2 separate regions of the Zea mays genome follow, and region 1 is linked to region 2. A link is a contact called in public Hi-C data. All regions are on one chromosome and are shown on one strand. Each heading gives the region's core, a stretch centred on a gene start, on an enhancer-like site or on the middle of the called end of the contact. The rest is flanking DNA. Distances are from core to core; before and after follow the strand shown. Region 1 holds the start of LOC100285962 (rho GDP-dissociation inhibitor 1). Region 2 holds the start of LOC103627656.

What was found. Hi-C and Micro-C count contacts between places; a contact is called where the count stands out from the background.
Region 1: a contact with region 2 is called in a Hi-C map of tassel, with 2.0 times the contacts expected there. The contact joins the promoter of LOC100285962 here to the promoter of LOC103627656 in region 2. A contact is called at or near these places in 3 of 25 Hi-C or Micro-C datasets (ear, leaf and tassel).

Annotation. Positions count from the first base shown.
Region 1 is chr5:211,655,962-211,662,973 of Zm-B73-REFERENCE-NAM-5.0, forward strand. LOC100285962 (rho GDP-dissociation inhibitor 1) reads left to right here and starts at 4,019. Exons shown (of 5, transcript NM_001366739.1): 1 at 4,019-4,742; 2 at 4,834-4,900. The coding sequence starts at 4,491.
Region 2 is chr5:211,334,253-211,341,409 of Zm-B73-REFERENCE-NAM-5.0, forward strand. It overlaps LOC103627656, which reads right to left and starts at 4,579. Exons shown (of 4, transcript XM_008647948.4): 1 at 3,758-4,579; 2 at 1,295-1,578; 3 at 969-1,196; 4 at 184-875. The coding sequence starts at 4,244. The coding sequence ends at 384.

The DNA.
Region 1 (7,012 bases), core at 2,769-5,268, 320 kb after region 2:
GTGAGACTCGGGTGCGTAGCTCGGAGACCACTGATCAAGCCAAGGATGGAGGCAAGAAGAGCTTCGAGGTACCAAGTGCACGGGAGAAGGTCAAAGAGGCTGAGGAACCCAAAGCATAGGGTGAAGAAGAAGACTTGCAAAGTCAAGGGTGATCGAGTTGAGAAGAGCTATGGCACATCAAGGATCACTAAATAAGGACGTGACTTACAACCAATGAGGAAACATCTATAGTTATGTGGTGTAAGTCATAAGGCTCAAGATCAAGCTCTAAGAAGGGAACAAAGTCACAAGAAGGAGAACAAATGTCAAAATAAGAACTGGAAGCAGCCTAAAAGAGCTAAGTGCACTCTGACCTTTAGTTTGGGTTGTTCCCATGTTTGGAGATATTCTATGTGACCTTTGCAGGATGTTGGAGCTCAGAAATGTTAGTCTAGATTAAGTTAAGCTGACTTGATGATTTATGAGTCAAACATCAATCTTAAGCATGTCAAATGATAGAGAGGTGAAAATCCAAGAGAAGGTATATTTCTAGACTTAGTACATTGGTTTTTGTGTACTAACATATTTGTCTAAGTGTTAGAAACAGAGAAAAGAAGAAAAGAAAAGAGATGCAAAAGGCTTGGCTGTGTACAGCCAAGACTCAGCTCAGTCTGGCACACCGGACTGTCCAGTGGTGCACCGGACAGTGTCCGGTGCGCAAGACTGAACTCTGGTGAACATGCCGCTCTCGGGAAGCGATTAACGGCGTACGGCTATAAATCACCGGACTGTCCGGTGGTGCACCAGACTGTCCGGTGAGCCAACGGTCGGCCACGCAATCCGCGTGTGACGCGTGGCCGAGCCAACGGTCAGATGGGGGCACCGGACTGTCCGGTGCGCCAACGGCTCCAAGACTGCAACGGTCGACTACGCCAATTTTGGAAGGAAATCGGGCACCAGACAGTGTCCAGTGGTGCACCGGACTGTCCGGTGCGCCAACCGACAGAAGGCAAAAATTGCCTTCCTGGATTGCTCTAAACGGCTCCTAGGCCTTTTGGGTCTATAAAAGGGACTCCTAGGCGCCTCCAATAGTGAGATAAGCGCAGCCAACAAGTGTAGACATCACTCTGATCAATTCTCACTCTCCCTCTTGTGTGTATCTCTCTAGTTTGTGTAGAAGGCAAAACTATAAGCCTTTAGAGAGTGGAGAAGTGCTGCTAAGAGCTAGAGCAAGGTCTTGAGCATATCGTTACCCTGCCGGAGTGCTGCCAAGAAGATTGTAAGCAGCTGCGGTTTCGTTGTAACCATCTCAACATAGTGGAAGGCTCTATCTGTCAGATTGACAGATTTGAGCAAACGGAGGAAGGAGTTGAAACAGACTCCAAGCCCAGGTGTGGCTAACTCCAACGAGGACTAGGCAAGCGTTTCAGGCTTGGCCGAACCTCGGGATAAATCCTTGCGTCTGTGTGCTCTGTTCTGTATTGTATTCTGACTCTCTGTCTCACTCGCTTTTATATCTGCACTTCAACACTTATCTGTGGTATAAGCTTTATTTGAAGTGCAGGACATTTTGAGACAGGATCTTCTATTCCACTACAACCTACTCGAAGGGTCTTCTCATTCCACTGCGTTCTAGTCTTCGAGTAGAGTAAGAATTTAAGTTTTCAAGTGATAATTTTTATTCGCCTATTCACCCCCCCCTCTAGGCGACATCCAGATCCTATTCCCGGGCCCAAGGGAACTTTCACAAGGTCCAGGACCCCCGCGAGTGTGACCCAGGCCTCCGGGACGGGTCCCGGTCCCCTCTGCATAGGGACCGGACTACCCACAGCTGGGCCCCGGGACTCTGAGGCAAAGGGCACCCGACCCTTGCTCAGGCAGGGGTCCGGTGCTAACACGTGTCCAGGCCCAACCTGGTGCGGACCTGTCCGTATAACGCTACTGCACCCCGCCCAGACGGGAACCCGATGCTGCCACATGGCCTACCGCGCGTGACGTAAGCCTGCGGGTAGAGCCTGACGTAAGGCCTCTGGGCCGCGCTGCCTCTGCATTTATTGCAGAAAAGATGCGCCGCCTGTCTATCCCGCTGACAGCCGATGTGCCCCTTCAACATTTAATGTGTCCTATCTACTCATCTGGCAGGCAGCGACCAGGCTATCCCGCAGGCGGCGTGCCTGTCTATTCCCGTTGGCTGACGATACGTCTGTGCTGCCGCATGCGCCGTATCCATCATGACTCGCGTGTTACCGAGGACGATACCGCGAGATATCAATACTGTATGCACTACGGCTATGATGGCATTCAAAGATTACATGGGCATGGCAAGCAATAGTTCCATCCTTCCATTTGTCCCTGGGCCCACGTGTCGGGGCTCAGAACCCTTGTACATGCCCCCCTTGAACTATAAAAGGGGAGGCATGCGACGTGAACACACCAAGACTCAAGTCATTCAGGCTTACACACAGCACAAGCTTCCTCAACAATCCAACACACAGTGGAGTAGGGTATTACGCTCCGGCGGCCCGAACCACTCTAAATCCTCGCGTGTTCATGTGTTTGATGATCGCTTAGCAAGACAGGCAAAACGCTTAAGCCCCCTCCTCATCTTAGGATTTAGGGTGGGTGCACTCCGCCACCCGGCCGGAGAATTCCCTCTCCGATAGCGGTTGTAGATGTCATTGAGGAGGATCTTCTTACATGCTCGTCGATCATCAATTATTTAGTTATTTAGGGTACGATGGTGAAGAGCTTCTCTAGTGAAGTAGTAGGTGTTGGCTATTTGGTCCAGAAGGTCGATCACTTCTTGTCATTGCAATCAATGAGGTCCATGGAGTGTAGCAGTCATATGTGGATCTATAATTTAATAAACTAAAAACCTATTGTCGACCTAAAATTGCATGAGATTTATAAAAAAAAAAGATATGTATTTACCAGCCTTTCGTTATATGTCTTTGTTCATTCCTTTATCATTGGAATTAGAGAGCATCAGAGTAAGCGAACTGGTTCAAAATAGTATCATTATCGCTGGTTAGAGGTACTATCATGCCTGCATGAGGACGAAATGGGGGACAAGCATCATATGAAGGAGGCACACCGTATGGTGGAGTACCAAATGAGGGAAAGAACTGAGGAGGAGCATCAAAGGATCCAAATGGAGGATCATCATATGGATATGGATATGAAAAAATATTCTTACCATCATTTGGGGATGAGTGGCACATAAAATGCCATGTCAGTTACAAATGTTAAATTGACATCAGTAAAACTAACAAAAAGTTAAATGCCCCTATGGATATCCATACATGTATGAAAAATGATATGTGTAAGTGAATGGTGGTAGAGGAGTGTCGACAGTAAGAGCTTTTGGTGATGGAAGGAGCATTGGTGGTTGGATTTTCACTGGGAGGATCATATTTTGTCAAGATGAATTAGGCTTTTCTAAAACGTCTTGCCACAATTATAACCCTCCATTGAACTCGCCCTTCTACTTGAATTAGGAGAGGGGTGAGAGGGGTATTCACACAGCAGAAAGCTTCCATGCACTTCGGACCCCCAACCCAGGCTTGAATGGGGCGGAAAATTCGGTGGATCAGTTGTCCGCTGGTGTCGACAACGCTGACATGCTGAGTCGTGCGGTGCCCCCCCACTGATTTCAATCGTTTACGCCGCATGGAATGGCCTGGAGCGGGCGCAGATCCATGATTGCGGCGTGATGAACGGCACGGGACACATCGGACAAGACCCCGGACAAAGCTGATGCCCGCGCGGACAGGGAAAGGCACCGTCCGGACCTTTACTTGGCCGGATGAATGCGCCGGCCAGTTTAACCACGCAATTAGTACACCAACCAGTGTTCTTACTGCGAGACAGTGTTACTTGAAGAGTGACCATGGACAGGGCTCTACTCTCTATCCATCCTGTTTCCTTGTGCTGTCAGAAAATTCAAAACCACCAAAGATCTCATCCCCATCGCGATTCGCGTCGTATTGGGGAATTAAAACTCCTCACCAACGCCACCAAAGACACACAGTCCCCAGATGTACAACCTGTAGGGGTTGCAGCGCGGCGCCGGCGCGTCGGGTCGTGCCCATCACGTTGTCTCCACTCCGTCGCCTCTCCTCTCCTCTCCGTCCCTGCGCCACGCGGGGGAGATTAAAGCGAAGCGCCTCCCCGCTCACCTCTCCTCTCGTCGTGCGTTGGATCAAAGTATCAAACCAATCTCCCCTCGCCGTCCGGCCGGCGTGCGCGCGGGGCCTCTTTTTTTGGAGCCTTGCGCCGCGGCCCGTTCCTCCTGTCCGAAATAATCCGCCTCGACGTGTTCGCCTCCCCCTCCCCCTCCCTCTCTCCCCTCCCCTCGCGACTCGTCTCGTGCGTGACTGCGTGCTCGCTCTCCTTTTCGCTGCGCTCATCTCGGTATCTGTGCCAGCGCTCGCCTCTCCCCGCCGGCCCGCCCTCCTTCCTTTCCTTGTCTAGCCGAAGGCCGAAGCCACTGCGCGCGCGTGCGTGCGACGATGTCGTCGGCGGTGGAGGCCATCTCCTGCCCCAAGGTCGACGTCCCCGCCGGCCCGGAGCCGGGGGAGCCGGCCAAGGAAGCGGCGCCGCCCGCGGAGCACTGCGACACGGCGCCCAACGGCAAGTGCGCGCCGCGTTGTCACGGGGAGGAGGAGGAGGAGGAGGAGGACGAGGAGGACGAGGAGAAGGCCCCCAAGGCCATCGACCTCGGTCCCATGGTCAGCATCAAGGAGCAGCTCGAGAAGGACAAGGTACGGATGGTGCCTTGTCTTAATTCATCTGCGTGCAGCGTGCGTTTCTTTTCTTCACTATACTTCTTCGGGGCCGCGTTTTACCTCGCAGGACGACGAGAGCCTGCGGCGATGGAAGGAGCAGCTCCTCGGCGGCGTGGACTTGAACTCCGTGGGAGGTAAATTAAACTCGCGTCGTCTGCTGAAAAAAAAAAGAATTCGAGATTTCTAAGCAAAATTTGCTGGGTGCCGCCTGCCTGCGTCTGATTGGCTGGCCAGACCGTCCTTGCGGCCTTGTTTAATGGCGCCAGTGGGGCAACGGCACATGAATGTCTACGCATGTGATGTGAGCACCGCCATGCCGAGATGGTCCCGTGACACGGTGACGGCGTGACCGGTGGCCGTGAGCCATCCATCTGCATTTGTTTCCCGTGAGCCCTCCCTCCATTTGACAATGCACTGTGCACCGGCCACAGCCCACAGCCCGTGCGCCGTACTGCGCGTACCTTTCGTGTAAAAGTGAGAGGCGGTGGCCTGTCACCTGTGGACTCAGCACCGGCCGGCGGCCGACTTGCGTGCCTTTTTCTGCCGGTCGTTTCGGAAGAAAAAGCGTGGAGGGCACGGTTTACAAAACCGGTAAAAACCGGCGGTAAACCGGTCGGTTTACCGAAACCGCTGGGGTGCGGTTTCGGTTAACCACCGGTTTTTTTTCAAAATTCGTTCTAAATTTAAAAAATTTAAAAAAATTCATAAAAACCGGAAACCGCCGGTAAACCGTTTTTTGGGACCGGTAAACCGTTATTTTAGATCGGTAAACCGCCAATTTTTGCCGGAAACCCGAATTTAATGCCACGATTGAGTATTTAGTGGTCAATTTATGTATACTAGTCTTGTTTAATGTTATATGTTATATGTGGAGATGTTATATGCTATATGTGAAGATGAAACCCGTAGCTCAAGTCAAGTTTAGACATTTAGTGGTCAATTCCGGTTACATTTCCTGTCCAAGATGGAATCCGTGGATCAAGTAGCTTCAGTTCTTCTAATAAGTATCCGTCTGGACAATACTCAATCTAGCTAGAACTCTTAGCTCCAATTCTTCTGTATGTGTTCCTAAGATTTGCTTGAAGATGAAACCGGTAGCTCAAGTCAAGTTTAGACATTTAGTGGTCAATTTCGGTTACATTTCCTGTCCAAGATGGAATCTGTGGATCAAGTAGCTTCAGTTCTTCTAATAAGTATTCGTCTAGACAATACTCAATCTAGCTAGAACTCTTAGCTCCAGTTCTTCTGTATGTGTTCCTAAGATTTGCTGATCAGGAGAAAAGTTCAACACTTGGTGAGGTGCACGTGCAATACACAAACACCAAACATACATACTGGTATGTTGTTTTGCTTTGTGGATAAGTATTTATTTGTCGTTCTTATTTTCTCGCTAATGTACTAAACCCTAAACCCTATGACTCGAGGTGAACATGTGAGTATTGTGAAATAAGTCGACCTATGTGTCATTGCCTCGTTGGAGAGGTGTAAAAGAACTTGTATTTGAGTATGCAAAGTTCGCTGGTTGTTTATTACATGAGAACTGGAGTTTGTGGTTGCATATATATATATATATATATATATATATATATATATATATATATATATATATATATATATATATATATATATATATATAATTATATGTTTTTTGGTGAATGCATGTTGTGTAGATCAATTAATATTTACTGTACAATGTGAATTGAGCAAACTATAAATAAATTCTGATAAAATTTTCAATTTTTCTGCAAAAAAACAATAAAAACCAGTTTGTTTCGCGGTTAACCGGCGGTTTCTACCGGTTTTTCGCCGGTTTTCCACTGGTAAACCGGTTTGAATTCAAAATGATTTGGTTTGGCCAAACCGGTCGGTTTTTACCGGTTTCCACCGGTTTACCGACGGTAAACCGTTACCGGTGGGGGGCGGTTTTTACATCTAAAACGGTTTTGTAAACCGTGGTGGAGGGGCACCGGTTAATCATTATTCGTTGGTCTTCTGCAGATGTGGTAATTTGAATCCTGGACCCTAGAAATGCAACCGTAGGATACCAATGCCAGCATCCTTCAATCCTGAGAAAGTGGCATACTACTGCTGGTAGTCGTCGTCGTAGTCGTTGCTATTCTGAACTTCTGGTGTAGTTTTATCTGGTGCTTTTGCTGCTTTTAAGATCAGCATATTTTGCAGGATTCAGGCATTCGTTCATGGAGCACTTGCCTTTTTGGCTTAGACTTTAGCACACATTTTCACGT
Region 2 (7,157 bases), core at 3,329-5,828:
ATGGATCTGGATATCTTATGAATTGACGTTTCCAAATGTTGTTGTACTGAAGGTTGTTAAGTTGTTCTGAAGACATGTTTGTTCGTTGCTCTTGTTAGGATAGTGGATCCGCTTCTATCATGTATACCATATATTACTTGTGAAAATAAAATGTATAGATTGCACATAAAACTGTTATTCTCCTAGTGCAATACTGAAACTGTTATTCGCCTACTTCAGTCATCTGTATTGTCTACATTAGTTTCGAAACGGAGAACATTTTGATCGGCCAAAATTATACTTCTCACGAAATAAGTTACAGTGCACAGCTGCCCTTTCTCAGCACAAGGCAACTCACTTAAAATCTACATATGTACAGCATCTAAGCAGGCTAGTAGCATTTATCAGACCCAGTTGCTGGGCAGCGAGAAATTATGGAACCTGAAGGATGCATCCCCAGCGGTATCCCTCTCGTGCATAACCCCGGGGTCCCCTTCAGTCTGCACCCGCTGTTCGACGCACGCATACGAGTTCTGCCGCGGCAACTCCGCGAATTCCGGGGACGGCAGCGGCAGCGGTAGCGGGCAGGGCTCGCGGCCTGGCTGAGTCGGCGCGCCGTCGGACATGCCGTCCCACATGAGCACGTGAAGGAGGATCGGCCGCAGAGCGTGGCGGTGCAGGGACAGTTTCTGGCTGAGGGACACGGTGTCGAAGCACCGAACGGCGCCGGAAGTCGACACCATCCACGGCAGCACCTTTTGGCCTGACACCCTCGAGATGACCAGCAGCTTGGACGCGCGCTTCGCCTCCCGATAGAGGTCGCGGAGCCCCGAACGCGTCGACGGTGCCTGGCGCTCGACGTCGTTCTCCACTACGGACGAGACGTAGATGAAACCCTGCTCACAGCCACAAGCGAAGTGACTTGAGTCCTGCTGGCTCACCAGTCGTCACATGCACTACAGCGCGAGAATGCGACCAGCGGGACGTACCTCTTGAGTGCGGCTAATGGCAAAGCCGAGCCTGGCGTCGCCCTCCTCGAGGATGATCTCCACAGGCATTTCTCCAGCAGCGGCCGTGTACCAAACGCGCACCGCCTTCACCACGCCGATGTCGACGCCGTGATAGTCCTCGAAGCCATAGAGGCTGGCGTTGGCGAGGTTCGGGAGGTCGGCCAGTGAGCCCGAGTTGACTGTCGAAGATGCCGTCTCGCCGGAGATCTGCACCAAGCAAGTGATCAGATCATCGGAGAGGCGTGCACACACAGACGGTCAAAGAACCAACATCATCGATGCAGTCTTGAATTGATCATTACTACCTTGGTGAGAAGGGCCTCGGTCTGCACGTTCAAGAACGCAATGGGCACGCCGGACTCCTGAGACGAGAGGATCCAGGCGTTGGCGCGGGCCAGGGTGTCCTCGACGCAGTTGTAGCGGGAGCCGGCACGGTCGAGCGCCATGGGCAGAATGAGCAAGGAGAGGAAGCTGCTGGAGTTGGGGATCGGTAGCACCTCCCGCATCTTCTTCTCCCACGGGTAGGACACGTAGCCGTCCTGCAGCTGCGCCTTGCTCAGCGCGCACACCACCCTCGAACTCCTCGAGCCTGAAGAAAAAGCACCGTAGTAGGTGCCATTGCCAACGACCATAGCATCACGAATGTAGAACAGTTAGCAAACTCGGATCAATATTTTGTTGACGATGGAATGCAGAACAGTTAGCAAACTCGGATCAGTATTTTGTTGACGATCTTGTGTAAGTCCTAGTACTTCTTTGGTCCAAGAGAGAAGGGAAGTCAACCGAGGAATCTCCTAGTCCTAGTCGCGTTAAGAATCTGAGGCAGGATTTTTATAATCAGATGAATACTATTCAACGATCCGCAAGTGGTTTGCGAAGCATAATAACAAATCTAGATGAACACTAGTTCGATTCAACGTGCATCGCCGTGTCTGTTGCCTGGAAGTATGCATCTTGAACTAGGTTTTTTTTTACGAACCCATCTTATATAGGAGTACTTTTTTTGACTGACAGGAGCAACACACTGCATACAGGCTTCCAGGTTTACCCAGTTACTGCAAGATTTACAGTAACAACATAATAATTGTCCGGTTCCCATCTCACCACAAGATGGGCATCTTATTTGCTACAAAAGCTTGCGAACGCAAGACGGTACCAAGAAAAATACAGGATGCAAAAGAGTTAGGAATCAGGTCAATATTTTCCCATGTTATGTAATCATGCATCATTATTACCTTTTTCCCAGTTGAGAAGGGAAGTGAACGATCAAACCGATAAAAAGTCAACAGAGGAATCTCCTAGATTCATTTAGAATTCGAGACAGGATTTTTTATAATCAGGTGAATACTGATCGCTCCTTTGTAGAGCTTCTGTCAGGTCCAACTTCTCTAACGCAGTTTTCTTTTTCTTCCAAGTGCGATAGCATATAGGAGCGCTACCGCGAAGCATAATGATGAACCAAGTTAAATGCTGATTCGATTCAATGTATATCGCTGTCTGTTTGCCTTGAAGTATGCATCTAGCTTGAGATTAAGCAATTATACACTATCTCCGTGACTCCGTTCTTAAATATTTGTCGTTTATTTTTAAACGAAAATACGACAAATAAAAAAACAGAGGAAATACTTTTTTAGATTCTTAAAAAAGGTATTCCGTAATATACCTTTTTTACTGACAGGAGAACAAAACTGGATGCGGACTTCCTAGGTATATCATGTTACCGCATGATTTACAGATATAACTGCAGGGTTACTGTTTCATAACAGGATCTGATTCTTATTGTCAATAAAGGCTTGCAAGACGTAACGACAATACAAGATCTAATGCTGGGTCATCGTTCTCTTGTTTGAAGGGTCCCTTTGGTAGGGAGGTAGGGATCTATCGTCTAGATGCTCCGGCTCCTACAATATACTCGAAGCAGGGGAGCCAAAAAAATTTTGGCTTCATCGGCTCTATGATAGAAGATAGGACAGAGAGAAACCCCTATGAGCAGTACGTGAACAACACGTGAATAATAGAGAAGCTAGAGCCGGTGGAAGCTTCGTAATGTTCATAGGAATATGCTTGACTACAGAGTATTGCTAGCATACATCAAACCCTATTATAGTTTGGTCGGCCAAGCTACCGTAGAAACTTTCCCAACGGTACGGCCATCGGTCCTCAACACAACAAGACCAACAAAGCTGTAAGCACTTTCTACAATCTTCCTCGGATCCTATATATCCCAACCCGGCATATCCTGACACATATTGACAGATACGGGCGATGCGATCATCATGTATTTAATAACTACTCCTAAAAGTGGCCATTTCTGACTGTCTTAATCTGCGCTGAGAACAAAACAAGGATCTCTATCGTGAACACGCCAAAATTTCAAGAAACGATAAAGCGCAGGTTAACTTTTTGCGCACTAAAGTCCGCATGCATGCGCCTACCCTTTTTCTCAAGTCCAATCCGGCATGTAACGAAAACTCAGTGGCGGACTTTTCTTCCGAGGGCTAGCGCGGCGAACCGAATCAAGTTGATCGCACGGGCTAAAAGCGGATCAAAAAGAGAGATCCTGATATTTGCCATCAGCAAGAAATATGTTTGTAAAATTGTCATCAAGCTCATATTTCATAGACTCAACTGACCTACAATTTATAGACATAGTGGTAATTATAACAAGAAGATAATATTGTGAGTGACAAAAATCCAATTAAAATCTGCAACGAAGAAGTAGAAGAAGAGGATGAGCATGTTGTGCTATCGGGGTGGTAGTACGGTACCTCTGATGGCGATGCACTCGCTCTCCATGCGGTCGACGAGGCCGACGGCGTAGTTGGGGTCGCGGATGGAGCGGAGCACGTAGTGGCGGGTCCGGCCGATCCCGCCGACGGACTCCTGCGGCACGATGCAGGCCTGCATGCTGGCCGCGTCGTCCGCCACCTGCAGCTCCCCGCTGTCGCCGGCGACGAGCTGGCGCTGCAGCTGCGCGGAGGCGGAGGAGCGGCGCACGCGGACCTCGACGGAGGTCTCCCCGCGCTTGTAGGCCGCGTGCAGGAGCTTCTGCAGCGCGGCGCGGCCGCCCTTGAAGGGCGCGGCGGCGTGCGCGGCGGGCTCGCCCCGGCGGCCCACCCCGATGAGGAGCTCCTCCACGACGTCCCCCGTCTGCACCGTCTCGCTGCTCCCGGGCCCCCACTCCTCGGCCCGCGACCCGCCCGCGACGCACTCGATCGCGACCACGCCTTGCCTCCTCCCGCTCTCCATGGGCATGCCCCCAGGCTCCTCTACGCCTCTTCGGCTCTCCCTCCCTCCTCACGAGTCGCGCTGCGTGGCTGTGAATCAAGCAAGTATCTGGGCAGCTCGCGCTGTTGACTTGTACAGGGCGCTGTCCTGTCACGCCGCCCTAACACCAACGCAAGGCAACACAGCACCGTAGCCTAGAAGAGCAGCTCAGCTCACGCAGATTCCTCGGCCCTTTTAGAGACGGCGGCCAGTCGAGAGAGAAGCCGCTTTCCAGGATGGTGCAAATGGAAGCGCCGCTCGAACGCGATGGACCGATCGGGATGGCCACGCGTCGACCGGCTCGGTCGCTGAATCCGCGCCCTCCGTTCGTTTACCACGGACCACTGGCCACACGGGTCGTTAAAATCTGGCTGACGTTATCGGCGTGGAATCTGGGCCTAAAATTCGTCGACCGTGACGCCACGACCGCCGCGCCTTCTGATCGGCAGATCCCAGGCGTGGGATTCCGGCGGCCTCGCCGGACCAGAGTTCAGATCAGCAGCTTACGCTGCAGCTGTCGTGTGACAACGTAGTACCGCCAGTTAGGCTGTAGTCTAATCTCCTAAAGAAAAAAAACTGAATCGACATGCTCCAGGACCTCTGAACACCATTTGTCCCTCTCGCGAAGACTCGCGGTGTCCTTAGCTGGAGTGGGGGATCCGTTTTTCTCGTTCAAATTCAACGGTGTGCCCATTGGTCAAGGCTAGCTTCTACGTCACGTTTCACTGGACGATTGGAGGAGGCCCAGAGTATCATAGAGTGACTGCTGCTTAACTGAATCCAGTTTCCTGAATATAGCGCTGATGACGAATCCCAATATTCGTTTTCTGGGCCAACGGCCTCGTGGCATCACTGGCGAAGAAGATTTCAAAACGGATGCGCATCATCTCTTGCCCATCAAAAAAACAAGTATTGGAACTCGCTTGCGCTGCCACTCAATGGCGTATGCCGTATAGGGCTTGTTCGATAGATGAAATCCCAACATTAATTTAATCCGGGTCTATATTGGATGAATTCATACCTCACTCTCAATTATATGGTAGGATTAAATCCATCATTTAATTCATACATCTTTCAAAACTAGTTATTTTTTGATTTATAAATTCTAATATAAACTTGTGCAATATCTTCGTGGATTTGTTCTATACCTAATAGCTATGGATATAATCCATGTCTTCCATAGTTTACAAAATTATGAAATCCTTAGGATGAGTTTAACCAAATAAAAATTTTGAGTAGGCTTGAAATATTTTGGACATAGATTGTGACATGGATTTAATTACAATCTATACTAGTCTAGAGCTGGATTGGTGTAAACGAAAAGGTCTAAGTAGGTAGATTCACGGGTCATAGCCTCTCTAATTGACAGCCCAAGTGTATGGATTCTTTACGAGTGTTGTGTCATGACAGAGAAATAAATGGTCAGCTACTCTCGGCGACCACTTCATATACAAGTAACAACCACGAAACACACTCCTACTTCCCTGTTCCCACAAGTAATTCTCTGGTCAAGTTTCCATCCATGTGCCAGTGGCCAATAATGGCGCTGTACTAGAAAACACGGCATATCCATTTTTGTGGAAATAGAGGTTGGGAACCAAGTAATGATATAAATTACTGAGGAACAGATAAATTAGCCATCATCGTTGACCTCAGTATTGGCCACAGGCACATGTTGCGAGTTGCGACAGTGACATGGACACATGGTCATACGGTATAGTAGTTCGAGAGTAGACCCGAGTATGGGCCAGGCGCGGCCCAGGCCTAGGCTGGTTCAAGAAAAAAAAACACCGTTCATTTTAGGCCTACAAACACCATGAAATCCGTCCAAACGCCGAGCCTGTAGCCACATCCCACGTCACACATTTTTCTTCATTCTCCACTCGCCCCGTTTATCTCACTGCTACAGGATGCATTTCTGCAGTCGGTCAAAATGCACCTTTGCAGTTGGCCATTCAGTCCGTCTGGGACTATTTGGCTGTGTTAATCCGTAACTTCGTAGATAGGCCCATAAATATGGGTTTTCGATCTTTCTGTCAGATTTAAGATAACTCAATTTGATAGAACGCGATGAACTGATTCAATTTCATATTAAAAAAAAACCTAAATCCTGTAAACTTATTAGCACCCTGACTCGTGTCACTAACTCGGTTGATCTCACCTAGAAAGCTAATTCCTACATGAGAAACAAAAAAATACAAGCAACAATTATAAAGTCCACAATTTAAGCAAAGTGATAACTGCAGACATATGATTAAGATAACCAATGTGGGGCTCCACAGACCACAATCGAAAAAATGATTGTTTGATAACAAATTAATCTAAAACGAAACACAAGCGCTAATGTCGGAGACGGCTACTGATTATCTCTACTAACTATTAAGTTAGCAGTGTAGACCGCCCCCGCCTCTGCCCGCACGTCCTCCCGCAAACCCCGCCGCGCTTCCAACCACCTCCGCATCCGACATCACTCGCTTCGGCTGCTGGCGCTCGTCGCTGGGGAGCACCCGCGGGATGCCGTCGCGCCGCTCGTGACCAGGCTCCTAGCCGCCGCGCTGCGCTGCGTCCCTCCTCCGTGCGCGCACCGCCCGCGGCGCTGGCCCCGCTCACCGACGTCGTGCTCCACGAGCAGGACAAGTGCGCGCAGCTGGCCGCCGCGCTCGCTGCCGCCGCCGCCGTCGAGGCCTCGGAGCCCACCGACGACCTCGCCGTGTACCTCCGGGGGCTCCTCCCGTGCCTCTACAAGCTCCTCCGCGTCGCGGCGTTCAAGGCCAAGCCCGCGCTCATCTCCCTCATTGACGCTGCCTCGGCAGCCTCCGGCGGACTTCTCCGTGCGCGCACCGCCCGCGGCGCTGGCCCCGCTCACCGATGCCGTGCTCCACGAGCAGGACCAGTGCGAGC